Linked DNA regions of Sus scrofa: region 1 is linked to region 2. A link is a contact called in public targeted proximity ligation data. All regions are on one chromosome and are shown on one strand. The core of a region is the stretch at or near the end of the contact, and the rest is flanking DNA. Distances in the headings are between cores, read along the strand shown. Region 1 holds the start of SELENBP1 (selenium-binding protein 1). Region 2 holds the start of RFX5 (DNA-binding protein RFX5).

What was found.
Region 1: a contact with region 2 is called in a targeted proximity ligation map of alveolar macrophages. A contact is called at or near these places in 9 of 47 Hi-C or Micro-C datasets (alveolar macrophages, brain, embryonic fibroblasts and 6 more) and 1 of 2 datasets of targeted methods (alveolar macrophages).

What each region holds. Positions count from the first base shown.
Region 1 is chr4:97,858,395-97,864,517 of Sscrofa11.1, forward strand. It overlaps SELENBP1 (selenium-binding protein 1), which reads left to right and starts at 2,531. Exons shown (of 13, transcript XM_013997151.2): 1 at 2,531-2,666.
Region 2 is chr4:97,898,337-97,903,912 of Sscrofa11.1, forward strand. It overlaps RFX5 (DNA-binding protein RFX5), which reads left to right and starts at 4,134. Exons shown (of 10, transcript XM_005663455.2): 1 at 4,134-4,228; 2 at 5,044-5,172; 3 at 5,422-5,455. The coding sequence starts at 5,057.

The DNA of each region.
Region 1 (6,123 bases), core at 1,281-3,780, 42 kb before region 2:
TGGCTACAGAGCTGGGCATCCTGGAGCTGGTGTCAGTCTGCTGATGGGCAGGACTGTGGTCCACAGGGAAGTCAAGGGACTGTTGTTGGGCTGCTGGTGGGATGGGGCAATTCCTGACATGGCTGGCTGCAGAGTCTGAGGTGCCCTGGAGCTGGTGATGGCCCACTGGTGGGTAAGGCCAGGTCCCAGGGCCAATGCCAGCCTGCTGGTGGGCAGGGCTTGGTCTGATGGCTAGTTTCAAGGGGCCCCAGGAGTTCCAGGAAAGCTGGGGGCTCGGGGAATCCTAAGGCAACCAGCCTGCTGGTAGGTGGGACTCTGTCCCCATTTGGCTAACTGCTTGGTCTAGGGCATTCAACTGGTGGCAACCAGCTGGTGGGCAGGGCCAGGGCTGGCACTAATAAGCTAGAGGGAAGATTCCAAAGTGGAGCTTACCAGCACCAGTGTCCTTGTGGTGGGATGCACTCCCAAAAGTGGCTGCTGCCAGCATCTGTGCCCCCAGGCTAAGTTTCAGTTGCTTCCTGCCTCTCTGAGAGGCTGTCCAAGATCAGCAAGTGGGTCTGACCCTCTCAAATCATTGCTTTTGCCCTGGGTCTCAGAGCAAGGGATTTTGTGTGTGACCTTAAGAATGGAGTCTCTTTCCATCTGGCTCTCCCAAAAGCAAGCCCTGCTGGCCTTGAAAGCCAGATATTTTGGGGGCTCATCATCTTGATGCCAGGACCCCTGGCCTGGGGAGCCCAGTATGGGACCTAGACTTATCACTTCTTGGAGAAAACCTCTGCAATTGTAATTATCCTTCTGTCTGTGGGTTGTCCACCCTGGGGGTATGGCTCCTGACTATATTTGCACCTCTGCCCCTCCTACCTGTCCAATTATGGTTCCTTCCTTGTATTTTTAGCTGTAGATCTTTTCTGCTAATCTTCAGGTCACTTTCATGGATAGTCACTCTGTAAATGGTTGCAGTTTTGATGTGCTCGTGGGAGGAGGTTAAGCTCAGGGTCCTCCTGCATCTTGGCCACAACCCCCCATAGGGGTTCTTAATGGAAAATAATAATGGAAAATTGCTAATTTGAGAGGGATTGACATTTGTTTTTGGCCATACCTGCAGCAGGTGGAAGTTCCAGGGCCAGGGATCTAACCATGCCACAGTGTGACCAAAGATACAGCAGTGACAACGCCAGATCATTAACCTGCTGAGCCACAAGGGAACGCTTGGATTGACATTTTTATATTAATTTCCCCTTAGAGAAATATGATTTACCTTTCCATAGTCATTTCTTGATCTTTAGCTTACGATTTCATCTTTTTTTTCAGATCATGGACTTTAATACTTTTTACTAATTTTTCAACATAATTCACTACATCAACACAATGAGGGAGAAAGTCCATAACATTGTATCAGTAATGCACTGTGAAAATCAGCAGCCATTCCTAATAAAACTCAATGCAAAATAGGAATATAATCAAATAATAAGCACAACAATATCTATTTGCCAAAACCCAGCAATAAACATGTTAACTGCTGAAATATTCAAATTAAGAACTAGAAAAGGATTCACTATACTGTACATCTGGAACTAAAGCAATATTGTAAATCAAGTGTACTTCAATAAAAATATATTTTTTTAGGGCTACACTCGCAACTTGTGGAGATTCCCAGACTATGGGTCCAATTGGAGCTGTAGCTACTGGCCTATGCCACAGCCACAGCAATGCCAGATCCTTAGCCCGCTGAGCGAGGCCAGAGATCAAATCTGCGCCCTCATGGAATACTAGTCAGATTCATTTCTGCTGAGCCACGAGGGGAACTCCAAATAAATATTTTTTAAATAAATAAATAGAAGAACTAGGCAAAGAAATCCACTATTAGCGTAAATATTCAACATTATTTTGAAGATTTTATCTGATTTATTTATTCATTCAACAAATGTTTATTGAATGTTTGCTATTAGCTGTTTTATGCTCAACAGTCAATAACAGTGAATAAATTCTTGCGTTTGTGGAGTTTACCATTGGAGGAATGAGACAAAGTGGAAAGAGTGGCATAAATATTTAAAGAGAAGAGATAAAATTACTTCTACTTGCAAATATGATTGTGCTTCTAGAAATCCTAATCAACTAAAAACTATAAGAATTTGTAAGATAATAAAGTAGCTGCTGGAGTTCCCGTCGTGGCTCAGTGGTTAACAAATCCAATTAGGAACCATGAGGTTGTGGGTTCGATCCCTGGCCTTGCTCAGTGGGTTAAGGATCCAGCATTGCCGTGAGCTTGGGTGTAAGTCACAGACGTGGCTCGGATCCTGTGTTGCTGTGGCTCTGGTGTAGGCCGGATTTGACCCCTAGCCTGGGAACCTTTATATGCTGCAGGAGCAGTCCTAGAAAAGGCAAAAAGAAAAAAATTAAAATAAAAATAAAGTGGCTGGTAAAAATTAAATGTACACAAGCTTTTAGAGTAGCAATGACCAGTTTGAAATAGACATGATTAGAATATCCCCTTATTGTGTTTTTTTATTCACACTCATAGACTCACCATATTCGAGAATCCTGAAGTTAAAAGAGCATGCAGATATTCATAACACACGCTCTCCCAGAACCACTCAGCCTGACCATCTCATTCATAGCACCCTCGTGCCCTGAAACCTTGACCCCTGGACTGCCCAGAAGAAAAGGTAACTACTTACACACGCAGTTCTATTGCCTCTCTTCCTGTTTGTGTTGGGGGGTCCCATAGCTGTTATATTATATTAGGACTATGCAGACTCTGACCTGCTGAACGAGGAAGCACAAGCCAGATTGTGCGGGCAGGTAGTTCCTTCAGCATCCAAGCTCACACTTTGGGGAAGTTTTGATGGAAGGCACAGTTTCAGTACACTCACACAAAGGGAGTCACAGGATTTATTACTTACAGATCCCGGAAATGGGGAGAACAGGGCCATGCTATTGAGCCAGGGGAAAGCCAATTCTCTGTCCCCCCGTCACAAGCAAGCAGGAAATAAGAAAGCAGGGTAACAAGCAAGGGTCAGAGGTCACCAGCTTTTCTGGGGCTCCACTCTAAGTGGTTACTTTAAAAGGTTCCCCAAGAAAAGCAAAACAGGAACTTGGAGTGGGACTCCTAAGCTTAGGTCTTTACCTAAATGTCCAGACTCTGGTGTGACAGGGTTGTTAAACTGTAAAATGCCTAGGTAGCAACTCAAAATTGTTGTTTTCTCATCACACTCTTAGGTCCCCTTTTTTTTTCGTCTTTTTTTCAGGGCCACATCCACAGCATATGGAGGTTCCCAGGCTAGGCATCGAATCCAAGCTGCAGCTTTTAGCCTACACCAGAGCCACAGAAACTCAGGATCTGAGCTGCATCTGCGACCTACACCACAGTACCACCACAGCTCATGGCAACGCCAGATCCTTAACGCACTGAGCAAGGCCAGGGATCAAACCTGCATCCTCAGGAATACTAGTCGGGTTTGTTACTGCTGAGCCATGATAGGAACTCCTTTTTTTTTTTTTTTTTTTTTTTTTTTAATGTCCCATTAAAAAAATTTTTTTTTGTCTTTTTGGGGCCATACCCTTGGCATATGGAGGTTAGGGGTCCAATTGGAGCTGTTGCTGCTGGCCTACACCACAGCCACAGAAACTCAGGATCTGAGCCACATCTGCAACCTACACCACAGCTCACGGCAATGCCAGATCCTTAACCCACCGAGCGAGGCCAGGGATCAAACCCACAACCTCATGGTTCCTGGTCAGATTCGTTTCCACTGCACCGAGACGGGAACTCCCCATTTAAAAATATTTATTGAACTGTATGCTCCAAGTAGAGAGAGGAACTTCATTCTCAATCTATATAACCCTCCCAGGCCAGTGAACCCTGTCTGGTTATGGGTATTTATTTATTTATTTTTATTTTTCGGCTGCACCAGTGGCATATGGAAGTTCCCAGACCAGCAATCAAATCCAAGCCATAGCTGTAGTGGAGGTCCACCCATGTCACAGCTGTGGCAACACGGGTCCTTTAACCCACTGTGCTAGGCCAGGGATCGAACCCGCATTGCTGCAAAGACAACACCAGATCCTTAACCTGCTGCATCACAGCAGGAGCTCCAAGTTATGGATATTTATATTTTCCTCTAATCCCTGCTAAATCAAACAAATAAAAACAGAAATTGGAGATGAGAAAGATAATTTTAATGTGCTTCCTATCAAAATGATGCTTGAGAGTCATTGTCAGTACACTCTTGAGTGAGTGGTCAGGGCCGATTAGAGTCACATTGTATTCCTCTAGTAAAAGACACTGAGGCTTGAGGCAAGGAGAGCATAAGAGAAATTTAGGCTTATTAAACATCTTTGTAAAAACAGTAAAATATCAACACTTCAAATCCAGCAGTCTATTAAATAATACATTATGGCAAAGTAGTGTTTATCTCAGAACTTCAAGGTTAATTTACCATTAGGAAAATTATCAGTTAATTCGCCAGATTAAAAAAGAAAGAATATGTAATTATATTAATGGAAACAGAAAGAGAATTTGATGGCCAGGAATTCTCGTTGTGGCTCAGCAGGTTAAAAACCCAACTAGTATCCATGAGGATGTGGGTTCAATCCCTGGCCCCACTCAGTGGGTTAAGGATCTGGCATTGCCACAAGCTGCAATGTAGGTCACAGATCCAGCTCGGGTCCCATGTTGCTGTGCTGTGGCATAGGTCAGCAGCTGCAGTTCCAATTCCACCCCTAGCCTGAGAACTTCCATAGGCTGCAGGTTCAGCCCTAAAATAAATAAATAAATGAAACAGACATCCAAAGAATTCCCTTGTGGCTCAGCAAGTTAAGGATCCAGCGTTGTCACTGCAGGAGCTTGGGTCACAGGTGTGGTGTGGGTTCAGTTCCTGGCCTGGGAACTTCTACATGTTGCTGGTACAATCAAAAAAGAAAAATAAATAAATAAAATATTTTTTAAAAAGACGTCCATGAAAAGAATATAAAAATCTTTTAACAAAATAGAAATAAGAGGGGAATTTCTTTAGCCTGATAAAGAATATGCACCAAAATCCTACAGTAAACATTAGTGGTAAAACTTTGAATATAATCCCATAATCTCAGAGTAAAGAACATGTTAAAGACCATTATCACTGCACCTGACTGGCAGTCCTAGCCTCATAAAACAGAGGGAGGGAGGAGAGAGAGGGAGGGAGGAAGAAAGAAAGGAAAAGAAATGAGACATTGGAATTAAGAAAGAAAGGAAAAAAGGTGGAGAGGCAAAATGATTGCCTCTGTAGGAAATCAAAGAGACTAAATGGACATGCTACTAACATATGGTTGAAATAGTGAATGCCATTCAGGAGAGCATAAAAATATTGAGGAATAGAATTATCATGAGAAGTCAATGAAAAGTAAAGAAAGTAAAACATAAATCCAGACAAAATGATATAATGAGAGGCCTGTAAGGAAATATTTATAGACAAAAGATATTTTCCATATATAAATCTCTGAGCTTGTTGCCCTTTGTCAGAAGTTAAAGATGGAAGTATTCCTTCCCTGCATGCCTGCCAGCAATAGCTGTAATAGCTCTTTTTTTCATTTTTTGCCTATCTGACAAGGCAGAAGGTAATATCTCACTGTTACTTTAAATTGCATTTCCTGGACTAACTGAATTTAAAGTTACTTTTATAGCCTGCTGACGAGCGTGTACATTGAAGCAAGTACTTTGAAAGCAATTTGATAGCATTGAATAAAATTTAAAAATGTGCATGCTAAATTACTTTATGACCTATAGACGGTCACACATGTGCTCAAGGAAACAGGTTCAAGGAGAGTCATTGGAGCATTATGTGTAAAAGCAAAATATTGGAAACAATCTAAATGCCCATCAAAGGGGAAATGAATAAGTTAAATGCAATATATATTATTACAAATGGAACGCTGAAAGTGGCTAAAAAGAAAGAACCTAACATATAATACATTGTTTAGTGAAAAGGGCAAGCCACAAGAATGATATGATGTTTGGAGTTCCCGTCGTGGTGCAGTGGAAACAAATCTGACTGGGAACCATGAGGTTGTGGGTTCAATCCCTGGCCTCACTCAGTGGGTTAAGGATCCTGCATTGCTGTTGTAGGCCAGCAGCTGTAGCTCCGA
Region 2 (5,576 bases), core at 2,884-5,383:
CCTGCCTCCTGATCCTGGCCTAATCTCACTATTTCTGCCCCTACATCACTGAAACAGACACTCCAAAACAAGAGAGGCCCTCCTGTCACAGATGCACCAGCCACTAGCAGTCTGTGACCCAGCCTTCCCCAATCCTTGCTGTACCCTCCACCACAAGTCCTCTCTCTGCTGTATCACAAAGATTCCACCCACCCCATGGCCCAGGATTAGGCCATAGGAGCAAAAACAGCAAAGCTGAGCTTGCCGCGTAAAGAGTCTGGTGCATCATCTAGGCTCTCCTGCCAGCACCATGGCCAGCTCCACAGGTTGGCCTATGAACCATCTGGAAAGTTCTAGAGAGTTTGCTGAGCTCAGGGAACCCCCCACCCTCCTCCCAGAAAAGCTATAGCCCCAGTCCACCATGATGAAAAATTTGAGAGCACCAGGAAGGGTCTACCCCCCTGTTGGTCCTTTAAGCATGATTAGCCCTCCCACACGTTGCAGTTGGGGAAGTCTTTCTGCTTCCTGACTAGCTGACTTAGAAGGATATGTACAACATTTTGTTAAGTAAAAAGAGTAAATTGCAGATATGTATATAGTTTAATCCCCATTTGTAAGAATAAATTTAACAAAAACCTATTTAGGTGGATGGACTTGTGTTTGTAAGAACACAGAAATAAGGGAGTTCCCTGTTGGTCTAGTCGTTAGGATTTGGAACTTTCACCACTGTGGCCTAGGTCCAGGCTCTGGTCTGAGAAATGAGACTCCACATCAAGCTGCTGCATATGCAGGAAAAAAAAAAAAAAGAACATGAAAATGGGTGTGGGAGAATACTTTCCAGAGCATGTTACCTCAGAGGGGTGAGGGCTTTTTTTTTTTTTTTTTAAATGAAACTTGACAAGCTGTTTCTAGAACTGATCTGGAAATTTAAATGCATTACGTTCCAGTCATCTATCACTGTGTAACAAACAACCCCAAAACTTAGTGTCTTAAGGCAATGACAACATTATTCTTGCTCACAAATCTGTAATTTTGAAAGGGCTCTATGGGAACAACTTATTTCTGTTCCCTCTGTATCAATTAGAGCAGCTTAAAGACTAGAGGCTGGAATCATTTGCTGATGTCATCAAATAAGTCTGACTGATGTTGTCTGTCACCTGAGACCTCAGCTAGGGCTATGACCTACACATGGCTTCCTCACAACATGGTGGCTGGGTTCTAGCTGAAGCTCCAATTAGACCTCTAGCCTGGGACTTCTATATGCTATGGGTACGGCCCTAAAAATATCAAAAAAAAAAAAAAAAAGAAGAAGAAGAAGAAGAGGAAAGAAAGACTGGAACTCCCTCTCAATATTAATGGGTAATGTATGATAGTGCCTAAGAGTAAATTCTGAATCCAGACAGCTCAGTTCAGGTCCTGGCTCCATCACTTACTATGTAGCATTGGACAAAGTATTAATCTCTCAATGCCTCAGCTCATCTGATAGAGTTGCTATGAGATTAAAAAGGTAACATATGTTAAGGCCCTTAGAACAATCCCCAGCACAGATTAAGCTCTATATAAATGTTTGCTGTTATTACGATGATGCTTATCAGACAATTTTTATTGTTACTTCTCAGGACAAGGACCATCACACCTCATTCAGCTTTTTTAGGGGCCGCCCCTCAGTATATGCAGTTCCCAGGCCAGGGATCAGATCCAAGTGACCTATGCTGCAGCTGCTGCAAGGCTGGATCCTTAACCCACTGTGCTGGGCAGGGGAGCAAACCTGAATCCCATTGCTCCAGAGGCACTACTGCTGATCTCCTTGCGCCACATCAGGAACTCACTCATTCAGCTTTGTGTCCCCAGCTCTCAGCACAACACCTGGCATCAGTGAATAATTAGTTGTCTGTTTTTCCCATCTCTCTCCTCTCCTGCCTGCCCACTCAACCTCGCCTTTTTGCAGTGCTGTCAAAATAATCTCCCTCCCTATACTACTTTTTCTCCCTTTGCTAAAAGCTTCCAGTTATTCTCTGCCACCCGCAAATTCCTAAGACAGCCTAATTACCCCAAATTCTTTCTCCAAAGGGCTATGTATCCCTTTCATATCAAATAGTGGGGTATCTTTCCATCAGTCTCTACCCATATTTGTATATGAGCATCTTCAAATCTGTATATAGGCAGTCTAGGGCAGCGTTTGAGAGAATGGGCTCTGAAGGCAGACTGCCTGGCTTTGGATCCTGATTCCAGCACTTAGTATAATGTAACTCTGGACAAGTAAATCCCTTCACTTCTCCAAATCTGTTTCCTTGTCTATCAAATGGAGGCAATACTAGTTCTTGCTGCAAAATGAGGTCTTTTTTTTTTTTTTTTTTTTTGTCTTTTTGCCATTTTCTTGGGCCTCTCCTGCAGCATATGGAGGTTCCCAGGCTAGGGGTCCAATCGGAGCTGTAGCTGCCGGCCTACGCCAGAGCCATAGCAATGCGGGATCCAGCCGCGTCTGCAACCTACACCACAGCTCACGGCAACACCGGATCCTTAACCCACTGAGCAAGGCTAGGGATTGAACCTGCAACCTCATGGTTCCTAGTCAGATTTGTTAACCACTGAGCCACGACGGGAACTCCAAAATGAGGTCTTTATATTTTTAATTTTTATTTTTTTGCTTTTTAGGACTGCCCCTGAGACATATGGAAGTTCCCATGGCTAGGGGGTGAATTGGAGCTACAGCTACTAGCCTACCCCACAGCTTACTGCCATGCCAGATCCTTAACCCACTGAGTGAGGCCAGGGATCAAACCCACATCCTCATAGATACTATTCTGATTCCTTTCTGCTGTGCCACAATGGGAGCTCCCCAAATGAGGTCTTTAATATTTGGTATGGTGTCTGGCACACAGTATCCACCAAATACATTTTAGCTGTTACTAGAAAACCTTCTTTCCAGTATATCCTCATTCCCGCAACTCTGCAATCATTCCCCCAACTCTGCAATCAATCCCCTGGGTTCCCTCCAGGAAGCTGGTAGTAGGGAAATGGAGGCTCCAATGGGCCATGGTAATGAGATCAGGCAACATTGCCAGCCTCTTTACAAAAGCACAGTGATGATGAGACTGGAGAATGTATAAGTCAGGATCACAAATATGGCTTTGTGTGTAACATAGCTGCTGTGCAAAAAAAAAAAAAAAAAAAAAAAAAAAATACTGTCCATTCACAGCGTGGCTAACCTGGAGTCCCCGTGACTTCTGACCTTAGATGCACCACTCGGTCTGTACCTGCATTTTTCATGCCAGAGAGTCCCTTGAATTTATTTGACTCTTGGCCTTAAAAAGCCTTAACTAAGAGGGTTAAGAACTCATGACCTTTCAGTAACAATGTTCTCTGAAGAGAAAAAGGTCAGTTCCTGTGGGCATCCAGCACCCTCTGGGGGAGTCAGTCAAAATTCCAGTGTTCACTGAGTGCAGAACTGTGGGGATGCAAAGGCATTAACAACTCTTTGGAAGAAAATAAAGTACACACGGGAAACTTATGAACACTAAAGGCACTTTAGTTTAATGTGGTACAGCTGCTGAGGTTTGGAGGCCTCCATCAATGAGTAATGTGAGCCTGTGTTTGCAGGTTTGTTGTGTCTATTTGGTTGTGTTGGGTGGTGGGGGCAATGGTTCAACTTGTTTTTCATCAGAAGTGGGTAATGTGAGCTCATATCGAACTTCCATCACTACTTCCTATAATTTTCTAGTGATTTTATCATCCATTGAGTCTTTTCTTCCAGTAGCTGCGATCACCGAAAGCAAAACTGAAAGACGGCACGAGAAAAGAAAGCTCCAAAAGAAGCCGAGCGCCCAGTCTTTCGTCCTGCGGTCCCTTTAAGAGAAGAACCTCTTGGGACCGGCAGTCCCAACCGACCCCAGTTTTAACCGAAACCTAACCCGGACTTCCCCCTCTTGACTCAAATAAGACCAACTTTGGATTTTCCCTCCCCTATTGACCAATCGGATTCTGTTACCAGGCAGACTTTAGCTGCCGCCGGTACGAGACCGGCGCCTACTGTCTCCGGGTGGCAGCAACGACCAATGATAGAGCGGGCAGTACGAGTATCTAGGCAGATCGGGGCTGTTCCAGCCATTCAGAAAAAAGAAAATAAAGCAACGCACGAGCCCGCTGGGCCAGGACCGTGGGGCTGGGCTGAAGTGAAGGTGGCTACGAGGTAGTTTCTCTTTCTCCCTTACCTTTAATGTTGCTTGTGTTGGAAGGCGACTGTTGAAAGGTAGGGAGGGGGCAATATGAGTTGGGAGGAGCGCAGAAAAATATTTTGGCTGTATTTTCAACGGCTTCTTCACCCATGTGCACGTGCCCCGAGTCTGGGACCCCATTCTCCCTACCGGGTTCATACGCCCAGCCCAGGAGTTCCGCAGCCCTGAACTCCCCCTCCCCCCCACTTTGCTGCAACGAGGGATTGAATAGAGGGGGAAGGGAGGGAAGTGGGGGCGCGCATCAGGATGGGATGTTGAGGGAGGTGACGTAGGGGCCTGCGACGTGGGGAGGGGGAGCTGCGGGGGAAGCCGTGGCGAGATTAAATAATGAGAACTTGGGCCCAGTTTTTTCCAAGCCTGGAAGGCAGAATATGTTCGTATCCTTTCTAACCTCCCAGGCCGATTCAGTGATGCGGACTATATTAGAGAATTAAAGAACTTTGTCTTGTGGTGGTTGTTTTTGAGGGGAAGGAAGGATGGCAGTAGCGGGGTCAGAAGCAGAAAGGAAAATTTCTAACGTGATTCCCAAACCCCCATCTCTTCCTTTACGGTTTTCCACTTTTAGCAGACTGCAGAAAGGTGGGGCAGATAGAATGGAGATGGCAAAGATCTCTTGGGGTATAGATGGGCCTGGAGAAGTACTGGAAGAATTTATAACGTTTGGAAAAGATAAGTGGTGGGGAAGAAAAAAAGACCACTGGAGCAATTCTGAGGCTTTTTTTTTTTCTGCTTGTCTCTCTTTCTGGGTAGAGAGGAGAGGAGTGGTCCTGGGGCCTCCATGAGGGGAAAGGAAGTTAAATCTTCATGTCCTGTCTTCTCTCACCTCTAGCCCTCATGCCAGGATGGCAGAAGATGAACCTGATGCTAAAAGCCCAAAGACAGGGGGAAGGGCCCCCTCAGGTAGTGCCGAGGCAGGGGAACCCACCACCCTTCTTCAGAGGCTCCGAGGTACCATTTCGTAAGTACTCATCACCATCTCCAAACCTCATTCCAGACCTGGGTATCCACCCCTGTAAGCACTTACTGTCTCTCTCGACAATCTGCCATTCCCCAAGCAAGTGTATCCCATCAGGGGAGCGTCTTCATCATCATAGCAGTTCTTGAGCACCTGCTGGTTTTTTCAGCCCTCTTCCTCTCCCTGGCAGAAAGACCCAGGGATGGGGAAAATTTTTGTGTATGACCTCCAGCTTTCTCTTCTTCTCCACAGCAAGGCCGTGCAGAACAAAGTAGAGGGAATCCTGGTGAGTATTTGGGGGAAGAGGGCAATAGAGAGATGCAGTTGGTGGAGAATGATAGTGAGGCTATCGGTAGGAAAGTTCTCTGTGAGAGAGGTATGTTGTCTGCCCTGTCAGAAGTAACTGG